Regions from separate parts of the Sus scrofa genome. Here region 2 is linked to region 1. A link is a contact called in public HiChIP or PLAC-seq data. All regions are on one chromosome and are shown on one strand. Each heading gives the region's core, a stretch centred on a gene start, on an enhancer-like site or on the middle of the called end of the contact. The rest is flanking DNA. Distances are from core to core; before and after follow the strand shown.

Region 1 (3,789 bases), core at 448-2,947:
AATAACACCATTCAGTAAAAAATACCTCTGGCTCAGCAGTAACAAACTCAACTAGTATCCATGAGGATGCGAGTTCAATCCCTGGCCCCTCTCAGTGGGTTAAGGATCCTGCGTTGCTGTGAGCTGTGGTGTAATTTCCACACCTGTGGTGTAGGCTGCAGATGCAGCTCAAATCCTGTGTTGTTGTGGTTGTGGCACAGACCAGTGGCTGCAGCTTTGATTCAACCCCTAGCCTGAGAACCTCCATATACTGCGGGAGTGGCCTAAAAAAACAACAAACAAAACCAAAACCCTCCGTCCGTTATACATCTACAGAGCACTCATTTCTAGCTATATTCACACTATTTGTTTTCATCAGAAGATCAGATAACAGGATTTGTCACAATTGTAAGCAGCTCTTGAATATAAAAGTGTGAATTTTACTCAACTCCAAGAGGACCAGACATGGGCATTCCTGTGAGGTAGATGCCGCATTTAAATCTGTTTCCAGTGCCCCCTGGTCCTGTTCTCCACAACCAAGACAGACCCACATAGGGGAGAGAAAAGATGAGAACTCAAGCCTTGAGGCCAGATGACTTGCACTAGAGAAAACAAGGTAAGGTCTCTGAAGCTCCGTGAATCCCTGGGTGTTATTGTGTGTTAGCATAAACCCTCTGCATTCTCTTCCTGCTGAAGTATATAGAATGATGAGGTATTCTAGAAAAAAACAGCGCGGTGGAGACCACAGTCAATCCCAGCTTCAAGATTAGCCGGGTGAAAGTGGACGAACCCAGTGTTTGGCGACAGGGGCAAAGAAAAACGTGCTCCCTTCACAACGGGCCCCTCTACCCATTACTTTGTGAGTATCGACCTGTTCTTACAGCAGGTTGAGGACCTCTACAGACTTGGCCCTGAGCGCAGAAGCTGTGAAGCCAGGTAAGGTGGAAAAAGGAGGTAAACTTCAAAGAGCCAAGAGGCTTTGGCAATCTCCATTCTGCTGGCACATAAAAACCTCAGAATCCAGCCCAGCCAAAGGCCTGGAAAGGAAGCACAAAAGAATGAAAACTAACGGGAGCCTCGGTCAAGGTGTGAGTGTAAGGGTCATTGATCCTGGGTAGCACTCCCTGCCTTTATTTCTTGATGCTCACTCTTCTGAGGTTTAACCTTACATAAACCCGGGTGACCCGCAGATGCAAAACCACGGGGATCTTGCATCGGAAGAAACCCCACACGCCTCCTCGAATTCTCTTCCAGGTTCCTTGCCCGATGTTCTCGATCCCCTGGGAGCCTCATAATCTTTTTACGCCATTCTTATAATATGCGTCGTAATATCTTCCATTTTGGATTATTTTAGAGGCCAGAAGATCCCCACTCCCGTGCGTGTCCTAAAGCCCCCAGCTCCAAGCGCGGCTGCCTCTGGGTGCACCAGTGATCGCGGTGGAACGGAACAAGATCCTCCAACGTCTTTCTCCACCCCTGATTTCCGTTAAATATCCGCTCCGGGGGTCTGCGCGCAGCCTGCAAGGGCCGGCCTCCCGGAGGCGAGCCTGGACTCTCGGAGGACAGCGGCGGAGGGCTCCCGGCGCACTTCCTGCGGGACGGCGGCCGGGGGCGGAGCTGCCCGCCTCCCCCCTCCCCCGTGCCCCTCCCTCCGCCCTCCTCTCCCCGCCCCCGCCCCCTCCCAGAGCGGCCGGGCGCCGCGGGGGCGGGGCCGCGAGCGGGCTGGGCGGCGTGGCGGTGCGGGCTGGGCTGGCGCCGGGGCCAAGGTGCGAGCGGACCCGCCACGGGCTCGGGAGCAGAGTCGGGGCGCGCGGCGCGGAGCTGGGTAGCACAGTTCAGCCGACCCAGCGCGGGCAGACAGGAGCCCGCGGGTGGCGGCGGCGGCGGCGGCGGCGGCGGCTTCCAGACCGGTTGGTGCTGGGCCTCCGACCGAGCCGCGGCCGAGCGGGGCCTTGGCCCGGGCGCTGGGGGAGCCCGCGGCGGCGGGCAGCAGGAGGAAGCGGCGGCGGCGGCGAGTCCCGAGCGGTGCGCGCCATGTCGGGCAGGCCCCCCAAGGCCCTGCCGTCCACGGGGCCCCACTCCCTGCGCGACATGCCGCACCCGCTGGCCGGCTCCAGCAGCGAGGAGGCCGTGGGCGGCGACAGCACGCCCAGTCCGGACCTGCTGATGGCCCGCAGCTTCGGCGACAAGGTAGGGCACGTGGGACTGGGAATCGTTTCGCTCCCTAGGGAGACGAGATACCTGGAGCACCACTGGGCACGGGCCGCGCCCACCCTGGCGCTCCTTTCCGGGGGCAGGCGTGCCCTCGCCCCAGAGCCTTGGGAAAATTATCTCTCTGCCGCCCCCGCGGGGTCGCAGCCGCAGGGGGAGCGGACAGAAGGGACGGAATTGCCCGGCTGTGACTGGTCGGGAGCGCCAGTGACAGCTGGTGGGGAGGGGTCCCGCCTGGCGGTTGTGGCCGGAGGCGTGGGTGCAGTACTAGGTCCTAGGTCCTGGGATGGGGTCTCGGATCCTCCGGACACATCCCTGAAAGCTGAGCTACCGTGTCACTTGTAGCTCCTCCAGTTTGCTGGGATTGCCAAGAAGCAAGAGTTAATGGTTTTCCGTGGTCTCACTGCCAGAGGCGTCTTACCCTCGTTCTGTCTTGTGGGGAGTGAGATCTTTGTTTAGGTTTGCTGTGTGCCCTGAGGAGTCACCTGACTCAGACCCCAGCTGGCTGCGGGAGGAGCGAGGAGCGTATCCCTGTGGTTTCCTATTTGGAGCTCCATCCACCTCTGCCGATCTCCCACACTGTTTAGGGTTTGGCAGAGGCTGGTTTTGTGTTTGATGGAAAGAAAGGTCGCCCTTTGACCTTCTTTGTGTAGAGAGAGGCTCTTGGTTTTCCTTAGAGCAGCATGACCCTCCCGCTGCCTTGAGAGACAGCAGAGTCCGGTGAGGGGTAAGGGGCGGCGTCCCCCCTCCCCCCGCAGAGTTGCTAGTTCAGCTGTGACCAGGACTTGAGCTGTGATTGTATCAGCGCCACTGTTGCCACTTAGTCACTAATTGCAGGAATTAGAATTGTTCTCAACCCCTGTGATCACGCTTGTCCCGTCCTAGTAAAATAGTTAAGTGGATTCCTCCTTGTCCCAAAATTAAATGGAATCAGGGAACCTAACTTTCTTTCCCTCTTAGATGGAAGGACATGTGGTACAGTAAAAATGAGTATGAGTGCATTGAGCAGTCAGAATAGCTGGAGATGTACCTTCCCCAGAGGGTTTGTGAAAGCAAAGAGTGCCGGGGCTGGGGATGGGGTAGGGGTCGGCAAAGCATTAGGAAAGAGACATCTTAAGCTAATGAAAGCAATGGATTGAACAGCTTGAGTTGTGTTTGGAAGGGCGCTCTTTGTATTTCTCTTTATTTTATAGAAGATTAGAGACCGTATGAAGGCTTATATCACTTGGAAATACCTTGCCCATGTTTGACATTCAATATGAAATTGACTGAATGACTGAATGAGTAATTTGATGCTTTTTTAAGGACAGAGAACTTGGTGCTACATGCATGTAGGAGGGGAACTGAAGTTAAACCTCCAATTTCTTTCTCAGGTTTGTGTAGGATAGTGAATTAATTATCTACTGCTGTATAACCAATTACTCCAGAACCTTGCGTCTGAAAATAGTACCTGTGGGTCAGAAATCTGGGAGCAGCTTAACTGAGTGGTTTTGACTCAGGTCTTTCATGAAGTTGCATTCACTGAAGACTGGATTGAGGGTGGATCAGCTCCCAAGCACACTGACTTGGCTGTGGGCAGGCCTTAGTTCCTCTTCATGG
Region 2 (3,789 bases), core at 513-3,012, 47 kb after region 1:
ACTTTCATATGCCATCAGTGTGGTTATAAAAAGAAAAAAAAATTCTTCTAATATATTATTTGCTGTTGCTTTATTGATGAAGTTTACACTTATATCTGATTTCCTTTTTTGTCTTACTCTTTTGATATCAGCTATAGGTAATCCTAATAAAATGATTGGAAAGTTTTCTCATTCAAAAATGTATCTTAGAGTATTTGAGTAAAACAGGACTTGCTCCTCGAGGTTCATTAGAGCTCAGCTCTAAAACCTTAGGGGCTTTAGCTCACCTTTCAGTAAAAGTTCTCTGACAGTAGTTCTGAGGTTGTTTATTTGTTGAGTTTCTCTGCCTCAGTTTAATTTCACCTTGGCCGTACATTTTCCTGCAAAGCCATCTAACCCATGGAGATGTCCAGGTTTATTAGCATAGCTATTCGTAGCACATCCTTATAATTTACAGTCATTCATAGGTGTAAGATATAAATAGTTACTTATTGCTCATTTCTCCCCCTCCCTCTTTCTGTATTGATTAGGCCTCCTAAGTTTTGGTTTATCTAATTCAGCTTTTAGAAGAATTAAATGTTGGGTTTGTTGGGTTTGTTTATAGCTTTTGCTCTTTTCTGCTTTTAATTTCTTTTCTTTTCTTTTCTTTTTTTTTTTTTTTTTTTTTTTTTTTTGTCTTTTTGCCTTTTCTAGGGCCACTCCCGTGGCATATGGAGGTTCCCAGGCTAGGGGTCCAATCGGAGCTGTAGCTGCCGGGCTACACCTCAACCACAGCAACTCGGGATCCGAACCGAGTCTGCAACCTACACCACAGCTCACGGCAACGCCGGATCCTTAATCCACTGAGTAAGGCCAGAGATCGAACCTGCAACCTCATGGTTCCTAGTCGTATTCGTTAACCACTGTGCCACTATGGGAACTCCTGCTTTTAATTTCTGCTTTAATTTTTTATTCCATCTTCCACTTTTTTTGACTTTTTGTTTTGTTTTGTTTTTTAGGGCCACACCCATGGCATATGGAGGTTCCCAGCCCTAGGGGTCTAATTGGAGCTGCAGCTGCCAGCCTACACCACAGCTACAGCCACACCAGATCCGAGCTGCATCTGCGACCTACACCACAGCTCATGGCAACGCTGGATCCTCAACCCACTGAGCAAGGCCAGGAATTGGACCTGCAATCTCATGGTTCCTAGTCAGATTCGTTTCTGCTGTGCCATGTCGGGAATTCCTGATCTTTTTTTTTTTGATGGGAGCATAAAATAGACGTGGACTAAAGTGTTCTGTTTCATGGGATAAACCTTTTTCAAATGTGTGTATTTCTCTGCTCTTGAGGACTGTGCTTCTTTCCTCATGTTTTGCTTTTCTTGGGTCCGATGAGGTCATAGAGGCCTGTTACTTGCCTCTCACCAGAACAAGTGAATTACTCGATTCCCTTCTTTCTACTTGATGTGTTGGAATTGTCTTCTTGGATCTTAGGTGGAGCCCAGTCGTCACTTGACAGGTCAGATGCATGATCTCTCTGTGGGAAAATGAATCAGAAGAAAGCCAGCCAGGGTCCTGGACAGTTGGTCAGGAAGACTCAGCCTGGTCCCTCTCTGTGTCTGGATCCAGTATAGCCTGCCTGCCTTCTTGTCTTAGGTGCTCTCCTCATCTTGGTAGAGCCCATCCAAGGACACCAAGACTTGCGTCCTTGGTGGACCCACCCAGTTCAGGCAGCTGACTTTGTGGAAGTGCAGTCAGTGCCTTCGTGTTCCTCTGACCTTTCTCTTGCATGTGAGACGAAACAGTGGGGGCAGGACACCCTCTGCTGGTGCTCCTCTTAAGAGTATCCGCCTGGGCTCGAGCCCTTGCTCACAGCAGCCAAATGCTCTGCAGGTCCTCATTCCCCACTGCGGGCCCTTCCACACCCTCATCCCCCCAGACAATTACACATTCAACGTAGAGTGTGTGTGAGGGTTCAGGATATTTTCTACTTCGTAAATAACCCTCATAATCTAACTAACCTCAGTGACGTGTGTTGAAAGCTACCTCTTTGTTCCTTTCTCAGCTGCATCCCGATGATCTCTTGTAGAAAATCTTCAGAAGTTTTAACATTTGGATGGTAGGTACCCTTTCCTAGTTTCCAGTCTGGTACCATTCCAGTCACTGTTTTTCTCTCGCCACCCCGCTCCCACCACTGCTCTTTCTCTCCTGTTCTCTAGGTGGTTAAGTTTGTATCTGGAAGGTGGAAAGAGGGAGAAAGCAAAGGCTTCTGACTAATACACTGAGTTTATCTGGAAGTCTAGATTTGTAATTTTTCAATGAGTGTGTAACATTCTTATTAACGTAAACATGATCGTTTCCTGATTAGTCAGGCTTTGGGACTTTTCCAGGCTTCACTCTGCGTTCTTTGCTTTGTTAGAAATGTCTTTAAACGGAGCAATTTTGAGATTTTTTTTTTCCCTTTGAATTTATTGTTCAAAGTTGGCCTGACTTTAACAAAGTCAGCAGTCAAGAGTGTTCTGTGTAGGGCACAGTCATTCTTCAGGCATCTCCTCTGTGCCTGGCAGGAGGATGGTGAATTAACCCAAGTCAGGTACAGCCTGAGCGTCCCGAGAGCCTCCTTCCCCTTTAAGGATGCCGTGAGCGCCATTGGCTAGTGCTGCTGAAACTAGACCGTCGTGTTGTCCGCATTCCCCTCATCGTATCAAAAAGGGAAATTATAGATAGTATTTTAGCACGACTTGTTTTTATGAAATCTGTATTGGCTCCTAATGTAGGTCACTCTTTTCACACACCCTTAATGTAATATAGAATTTTGCTGGGGATGTATGTTAATTTAATAATCCTGCGGCTGGCTGGCCACAATGGTGGACCTTGTCATTGAAATTCTTTGAACTGGGGGAGTTCCACAGTGGCCTAGTTATGTTTTTCTCTTTCTAGGTAAAAAGGGGTGGCGGGGAGAAGAAGTTCTCTTATAACAAAACCTATATAGTAGGAGCTGGTATTTTGGAGCAATGAGGAGTTTTCATTTATCAGCCACGTAGATGTAACTCACCCAAGGGCTCCTGTAGATGTATCTGTTGCTACAGCAACATCATCAAGGGAGGTGTGGTTTAGGCACCCACTGTGAGTGTAGGTGCACTTTCAGTTTTCAGCAGCATTTATTGTCTGTGAACCCTGGCCCATAGTCTGTAAGGGGATGTAGGAATAATTGCAGAGGGGTTGACTTTCTTTTTTGGAGTATTTTAATGGTGATATAGTGCCTGCCATGTACCAGGCACTGTTCCAATTGCTCCATATGCTAACTCACTCAATCCCATCATTCCCATTATATAAACGAGGAAACCAGGGCATAGAGACATTAAGACATTTGCTGCAGCCATGATGCGACTAAATAGTGGAACTGGGGTCAGAACTGGGCAGTCTCCTCAGATTCATTAGCCTCAGTTTCGTTGTCATTCAACAGACATTTATTAAGTACCGTATACTGGCAAGAGATTGAGTTGGGTCCCTTCTAAACCTGACTCATTCATCAAATGCTTATTGAATACCTACTATGTACCCGAGGATGGAGGGGCGAACAAGACAAAGTCTTTGCTCATGTGGAAGTTAGAGACTGGTTTGGAGTCAGACAGGCAATCAATCCATCAATCGATAATAAATTTTCAGACAGTGATAAATCCTATGGCAAAAATAAAGCCAGGGAAGGGACTGGACAGTGATGCAGGGGCACAGTGATAGTTTTAGATTTCCATGGGCTGGGAAGGCCTCTCTGAGTAGGTGTGGTTTGAGCAGAAGCCTGTTTGAGGAGAAGAGCCAGCCTAGGGGG

What was found. HiChIP or PLAC-seq counts read pairs in DNA pulled down with a chosen protein or histone mark.
Region 2: an H3K27ac HiChIP or PLAC-seq map of alveolar macrophages shows a contact between it and region 1. The contact joins the enhancer-like site here to the promoter of SNX30 in region 1. A contact is called at or near these places in 9 of 47 Hi-C or Micro-C datasets (alveolar macrophages, embryonic fibroblasts, epiblast stem cells and 3 more) and 2 of 2 datasets of contacts at active chromatin or transcription factors (alveolar macrophages and skeletal muscle).

What each region holds. Positions count from the first base shown.
Region 1 is chr1:253,426,764-253,430,552 of Sscrofa11.1, forward strand. SNX30 (sorting nexin-30) reads left to right here and starts at 1,698. Exons shown (of 9, transcript XM_003122081.6): 1 at 1,698-2,169. The coding sequence starts at 2,014.
Region 2 is chr1:253,473,684-253,477,472 of Sscrofa11.1, forward strand. The region is part of intron 1 of SNX30 (sorting nexin-30); the gene reads left to right. Among named protein-coding and RNA genes, the nearest start is that of SNX30, 47 kb to the left of the region's middle. Within about 2 kb of position 1,763, at least 13 of the 83 cell types and tissues checked have an H3K27ac peak or open chromatin away from gene starts, as enhancers often do. A contact at or near this core is called in alveolar macrophages, embryonic fibroblasts and omental adipose tissue, where this site is marked.